Regions from separate parts of the Mus musculus genome. Here region 1 is linked to region 2. Evidence: chromatin contacts called from public Hi-C data. All regions are on one chromosome and are shown on one strand. The core of a region is the stretch at or near the end of the contact, and the rest is flanking DNA. Distances in the headings are between cores, read along the strand shown.

Region 1 (3,593 bases), core at 254-2,753, 210 kb after region 2:
GGGACTGGCTTGTGATTGCAGTAGGTCAGAAACTCTACCTAAGGAGTAATATGGAGCAGAGTGCAGTCGTCAGGAAGTGTTACATCCAATCACAGATGAGGAAGTGGGATACAGAGAAGTTCAATGACTTGCCAGAGGTCACAGTTAGTAAGACCTGAAGCTGAGGTTCACAAAGTCAGCGATCCCAGGAAGCGCCTAGGGTTTTACAATCCAACTTCAATGTTGGCAGGAGGTTGAGTCCTTCAGCAAGGAAGAAGGAGGTGTCCTGGTTGTTTTTATGCCCAATTTGGCACAACCAGAAATCACCTGGATGGATAGTGTCAGTTGAAGGATTGCCCAGATCAGAATGGCCCGTGACCACACCTGTGGGGTACTGTTGTAACTGTTGATTGGTAGAGAAATGGTATGCTACTCAATACTCTGAGCAGTGCCAGAGTCCCAGGTGGCCCTGGGTTGTATAATAAAACTGACTGACAAGAGTCAGAGGGAGTGGGCCACTAAGCAACGATTCTTCATTTCCTGCTAGAGTTTGGTGATGAACTATGACCTGGAATGTAAGCCAAATAATGTCCCCCCACCCATCCCCCCAAGTTGCTTTAGGTGGCATTGTTCACCATGGAAACAGGAAAGCTAAGATCAGTAAGATTGGCTATTGGATGTGTAACCAGAAGTGCCTCCCTTAGAACTAAATGGTCCAAGCTGCAGCTATCAACTAGCAAAGAGCAAGCTATCACTGATGGACACTGGCTGTTTGTACACACTTCTCCATGTCCTTGCTAGACCTGTGTCTCAGTTGTCAAGTATAAGAAAAAAACTGATCAATACCTGAGACCTTTCTGCAGGCAAAGGCAGGAGAAACTCAACCTAGAGAAAACTAAACTGGTAATGACCATACCTATCAGGGACATTGTCATGAGGGCCAAGAAATGGACATGGTTCCTTCCATGGACAACACTACAACAGGCATCTAGAGATCTTGAAGACCTCAGGCTGCTCACGGGGCTGCCACATACCATGGTTCTCCTGTAGGCTATGGCTTTCTGCCCAGAAGAACTGGTCCTAGAGTTACAGGTCTTAGCATTTCACGCTCTGGCAATCAGGGAGTCTCTGGTGTGTGGGAAAACCATCCAAGCCTGAACTGCCCAGACAAATCCCACAGCCAGCGTGCACTGCTGCTGATAAGATTATGCTGAGCATTTCCTATTTCAGTCTCCCATCCTCTCTGTGCCTCACTCGATACTTGAAAACCTTCACTTGCTAAAGCTGTCTGAAGCATTCAAGAAAGAGAGAGAGAGAGCAAGAGAGAGAGTGCTTAAATAAAAGCTTCTACCCTCTAGGACTTGACTTCGTAACAGCCATCTCTTTCTTCCTGTGCTAAAAAGACTGGGCTCTCCCCGCAGCATCAATCCAGGAGTTTCTTCATACATTTGTCTGTTCATTGAGTCAGAGGTGCAGTGAGTCAGTTTTCACACCTCTCAGGCACGTTGCCCAGGGAGAGGGGTGGATATATTCTTAGCTGGAGCGCTCTTTGCTCAGGCTTATGTAAATCCCACGGAGGTAGGTGTCTCTAGACTGTGAAAAAGAGGAGACCAGGGTGAGAAGAGTTGGCAAGCGAAGGGGGCCCCTGAATAGTGAGCCAGTCTCCCTGTGGACCAGGCTCACTGCCTGAACATCTGAATAGAGCCACGGAGAATGTCTGCCTCCACTCGGAGTGGAGGAGGCGCAGGGATGTGGAATTCCTAGCCAGATTTCTTACCTTGGAGCTCCAGAACAGTTGGTTTGTGAGCTCCACATTTTCTTCTGACCCTGAAGCAAGGATTGTGGTCAAGTCAAGGAATGATAATGAAATCTGATTATGATGACACCCAAGCACTGAAAGAATAAGGTGGGGCTGGTGAGATGGCTCAGTGGGTAAGAGCACCCGACTGCTCTTCCGAAGGTCCAGAGTTCAAATCCCAGCAACCACATGGTGGCTCACAACCATCCGTAACGAGATCTGACTCCCTCTTCTGGTGTGTCTGAAGACAGCTACAATGTACTTACATATAATAATAAATAAATATTTAAAAAAAAAAAAAAAGAATAAGGTGGAGTGTTTCTTGCTGGCCACCACTTATAAATTTCTATAGAAAGACCATCATCATTGTCAACACACAATGCCAAGAAAAACAGTTATTTATTTCTTCAGTGCAAACAGGCCAACCGTTTTCACATTCTGAAAAGCCCCCTTCAGACTTCACATTTATCTCTGGGGCCCATCAACATTGGCCAACTCACGTCACTTCTCCATGTCCCTGTGGCCATCTTGAGTGAAAAGGTAGATCTAGAAGTTCTGGGCTTCAGAAGAAGACATTGATTCTCTGAGGGTCAAAGCTCTCCCTGGCCCACCCTTGCCTATGGCTTCAGAATCCTTTCTTCTCTAGCTGGCCCTGTCCATCAATGAGTGGAAATGTAAGGCTTCCTCAGAAAAGGTTGCAGCAATGTGCCACCTCTGGGCTTTAAGGCAGTTGGTGAATTATTTATAATGTCTTGAATGACAAAATAAATTCCCCCTCCCAGACGTCTAACCTGAATCCATAGATTCAGCATGTGCATCTGCTACAGTAATAAGAGGGCCTTTTAAGGTGGAATGCAGCTATCAATCCGTGCCTTAAAATGGAAAATTACCCTAGATTCTCTAATTATGAACATTTTTCAAAGCAGAGAACTTCCTCTAGTTAGAGGCCTGAGAGATTCGGCAGGAATGTAAAGTCAGAGGTTGGAAGCACGAGAGGGCGTTCATTGTTGTTGCGGGAGGGGCTACATGGAAAGCTTGACCTGGAAAGGGGAGACTTTAAGACCAAAGTCTTAGCAAGCCGAGAGTCTGCAGCCATCAAGAAACTGAAAAGGTCAGCTCAGGAACTTGGGGAAGGTCATGAAACACTTGCCCCTCTGAGGCTAATGATCATTTCTCAGAAAACAGGGCAGAACCAACCAGCTGGATGGAACACATTCCAGGACTCTGTGTTGTTCACCTTCAGACAATGGAAGTCCTTGTCACCTCATTCCCTAAAGACCAATCAGTTTAAAGGGTGCACTGTTTGGCCAATCATATTGTGCCTAGTTGCTGATGCTCTATTCTGCCCCTGGAAACCATATGAAAACTCACCGAAAGGGTGTTGGGGGGTGTCACCTCTCCTTCAGGTCTGGGATGACCCCAGTGCACTGGAACAATAAATTCCTCTTGCTTTTTGCATCGATTCCAGCTCCACGTGTTTCACTCCAAGGGGTCCCCGGTAAGCTAAGGCTCCCCAGAGTCTTACAAAACTAGGAACCCAAGTCACAAAGAAATAAACTCAGCCAAGAGCCTGGATTCTCTAAGAAACAGAGCAGCTCCAGAGCTCCCAGAAAGAAAATACTGCCTGCCCACATCAGAGAGACACCACAGAGGATCCGTCTATGATGCTGTGACCAGACTTCTGACTTACAGAACGGAGAGGAAATTACTTGGAGCTGGTTTAAATCACTAAATTTGTGGAGCAGCAAGAGAAAATGGATGCACAGATGTCCCTGACAACCGCATTCCATTAGCACGAGAAGCTCATCGTTCAGGG
Region 2 (3,700 bases), core at 418-2,917:
TCTATTATATATATTTACATATATAGCCATCTACATCATATATATATAGTGTTTTTATTACTTATATAAACATTACACATAAAGTATCGTTGCAAATACTCAAAAACAGGATGGAGTTCCCCCTCACTGAAGCTATATTAAGGGAGTGAGGCAGAAAAATGTCCCATGTTCCAACACAATGAATCATCTGTCATTTCACTAACTCTACTTAACCTTCGCTCTGTGACTAGCACCCTGGACGCATGTGCAGTGAACATTAGTACTCTGCTAACGACGCCTTCACTTGTTCATGCTATTGATCTGCTTGGGTTCCGGCTCACTAAGCCCAGCTGCTCCCTGCTCGGAGGGAAAAGATGCTGACTAAGCAGAGGGAGGACGAGCTCTGCCACAGAGACCCATTCTTTCCTGTCCACTCGGAGGACTTACGTGAGCTCAACACCAGCTACTCAAACTGCACTGTGAGCCTCCCCATGAGAGAGTATTGGAAAAGCAAGTGTTACCTGCTGCATTGGCTTCACAGTATCAGAACCTGACGACCCAGGCCCTGCGTCTATCTCTGGCTCCTCCTATGTTCTCTGGGATCTCACAGCAGAGCAGAAGACATTTGCTTGCCTTTGTTTTCTCTCAGTGATAAAGGGTCAGAGAGTGCTCTGGAGAAAATTAGGTAGTGCCCTCCTCACTGAGATATCGTGACGTTAAATAAGATCACACCAGGGAAGTGTTTTGTAGGATGGAAAACCAGCCTACCATTCAGAAAGCATGCAGGGCTGTTGTTGCCATGGGTATCTGAGCTAATGACGGAAGGCTTCATTCAAACTGACAGGAGCTCTGCAGAATGAAGCAATAAGATTGCCCCACATACCCTTGCCAGTGTGCTTAGTCTCTGCTTGATGGGAGAAAATGTAGAGACATTTTTACCCTTTTCCATATTTACCGTAGAATTCTCCAAAGGCAAGGCATCTGTTGTTCTTCCAAGGCCCTGTCTGTCCTATGTGTATGGTGTTTGTCCTTGTTTCGTGTGTGGTATTTGGGGATGAAAGCCATGTTCTCTCATGTACCAGGCAAATATTTTATCGCTGAGCTACAACCCCAGTTCTGGTCTCTGAATCTGTGATCTGCCATGTTAGACTACAGTGTCATGTTTCTCACAAACTAGAAAACAAACAAAATAAAACCAAATACGATTTTCAATTGTTTGCTCTTTGAGTGGTTTTGTGTGGGCCAGAAAATACATGTCTAAGTATTCCCAAGAAATTAACCTGTTTATGAAAAGGGATGTGAACAGACCCAGTAAACACAATGCATTTCCCTCTTCAAACGAGAGGCAGACTTAAGACTGTGTTTCTGAGCGGTGTGGAGATGCCTGAGGAGCAGCATCTAAAAATAGAACCAAGGCTTATTGGCTGATCACTATGTATCCCCTGTGAACAGATGCTGACTGAAAGTCTAAGAGATCCTAAGCCAGTGGATCATTGTACTATTGAGGGATGCTCCACGCTATGGTGGGTTAAGAACACATTTCTTCCTATGTTCGTTGTGGAACTGACTCCTGGCTCTCTTTACCCTCCTTCAAAATGCACAAGATCTCAAGCTGCAGTCCTGAAGCCATAGGACTGCCAGAGGTGCCTCATTCCATCGCTGGTGGCGTGCCGTCTGCTCTGTGTGTGGGCGGCCGTGTAGCTCCTGCTTCTGCTCACAGTGATGCAGGCCAAGAACGAGCATCGGCTGGGTCCTGGTTTCTGAGTGACAGGGTGCCTGGGAGCGCTGAAAAGAAACAACTAGAAGTCATTATCATGGATCCAAGCTGATCACCTGGGTCCTGCCTAGATGGCTTTCCAAACTGTGCTCTGTCTGTCTGTCTGTCTCTCTCTCTGTTCTGCTCTGTTCTAGATGACTTTTTGTTGCTACTCTAAAAACTCTCTGGTGAGACAGCTAGCTTTCTGTTTGAGCCAGCTCTCTCTGCTAGTAAAAATTCTAAAAGCTGTCTGTATAGCTTATGGCTTTTCTGACCAAAGTCAGAAAAACTGCTATTAAAAAAAAAAAAAAAAATCCTTGGATCTTCCAACCAAGTCAAAAAACCTGGTAGAAAAACTCCAAAAGTAATTATTGGGTTTTCCAATCAAATTTAGAAAGCTGGAAAAAATTCTAAAAGAGCTCTGTTCGCTCTTCATCTTTGGATGCTGCTAGAGAAGTTTGGAAAGAGCTGCTAGCTCTCTAAGTATTCTCGGGATTTCTCATTGACCAAGGTCAAAAGTCCTGTGAGAAAAAATTTTTAAAAGAGTTATAAAAAATTTTAAAAGAGCTATGTTCGCTCTCCATGGATTTTCTGACCAAATCAGAAATCCTGTTAGAAAAAAATTCTTGAAGATCTGTTTCTCCTCTCCAGACAGCTCAGTTATTGCTAAAGAAAAATTCTAAGGAACTGTTACTGCTTTCGGCTAGCTCCTCCTATGCAGACCAAAAGCTCAGTTTTTTAAATTTACATATCAATTCAGTTATTTATTCTAGGTTCCCTTTTGATTGTCCTGTGAATCAGTATCCTGTGACCTCGAGCTCAAGAATCTGCCTGCATTTTAACTGCCTGTCTTTGTGTCTTTCCAACAAGCTGGCTCGGACTGTAGCTGCCACTGTTCCTTTAGATCTCTGAAGCTCCTCATACAATTCATATTGTATCTTTATATTTTGCATAGCTGAGAAATTTTTTATATATATATATATATATACACACACACATATATATACACACATATATATATACATATATATGTGTATATATATGTATGTATATATATACATATATATATATATATGTATATATATATTCAAAGTCATGTTTTTAGAGTTCTTTTCCAAAGCCTTAAGGGCTGTTCTGAAGGTACCAGTTTGCTGAGCCACTAGACCCACCTTTCTTTACTTCCTGACTTCATGCAGTCTTTGGTTATCATGGAGTCATTAATGTTAACAGGGAGGACTTTCCTCAGAGGAATGTGAAAATATGTACATTATTATACAAACAAGGCTTACACCCACAGTAGCAGTCTACATTCATGGAGCCCACATGTGCTGACCCTGTCCCAGGAGCAGGAACCATGTCATTCTGTCCCTACCAAGGCCATGGCACTAGCTTCGTCCATATGTGCTCCATATGCTCAAGTGTCGAGGTTTAGTCTATTGCTACGTAGTGTAATGCTAAATTCTAGGCCGCTGAGTGACTTTTCTTGTTTACAAGCTTTTGTTGTACAGACCTTGTTCCTTGATTTAAAAACTGTTGGTTAAATAAAATTGGCTACAGCCAATTACTGAAGGGATTAGACATAGGTGGGTTTGAAGTGACCTGGCTGGACGAGGAGAGACAGAACGGAGAACAAGAGAAGAGGGGAAGCCGCCATGAGGGGATTATTAGTCAGGATTTTACTGTTGTGAACAGACACCATGACCAAGGCAACTCTTATGAAGGACAACATTTAATTGGGGTTGGCTTACAGGTTCAGAGGTTCAGTCCATTATCATCAAGGTGAGAGCATGGCAGCATCCAGGCAGGCATGGCACAGGCAGAGCTGAGAGTTCTATGTCTTCATCCAAAGGCTACTAGTGGAAGACTGACTTCCAAGCAACTAGGGTGAGGATCTTATGCCCACACCCACAGTGACACACCTATTCCAACCAGGTCACACCTATTCCAACAAGTCCACACCTCTAA

Evidence for each region. Hi-C and Micro-C count contacts between places; a contact is called where the count stands out from the background.
Region 1: a contact with region 2 is called in a Hi-C map of cerebral cortex, with 2.5 times the contacts expected there. The contact joins two enhancer-like sites. A contact is called at or near these places in 3 of 484 Hi-C or Micro-C datasets (cerebellar granule neurons, cerebral cortex and nephron progenitors), 2 of 115 datasets of contacts at active chromatin or transcription factors (embryonic hindbrain and forebrain) and 1 of 9 other capture datasets (embryonic stem cells).

Annotation. Positions count from the first base shown.
Region 1 is chr13:99,760,503-99,764,095 of GRCm38.p6, forward strand. No RefSeq gene overlaps it. Among named protein-coding and RNA genes, the nearest start is that of Gm24471, 70 kb to the left of the region's middle. Within about 2 kb of position 1,504, at least 31 of the 459 cell types and tissues checked have an H3K27ac peak or open chromatin away from gene starts, as enhancers often do. A contact at or near this core is called in cerebral cortex, where this site is marked.
Region 2 is chr13:99,549,479-99,553,178 of GRCm38.p6, forward strand. No RefSeq gene overlaps it. Among named protein-coding and RNA genes, the nearest start is that of Gm26559, 35 kb to the left of the region's middle. Within about 2 kb of position 1,668, at least 25 of the 459 cell types and tissues checked have an H3K27ac peak or open chromatin away from gene starts, as enhancers often do. A contact at or near this core is called in cerebral cortex, where this site is marked.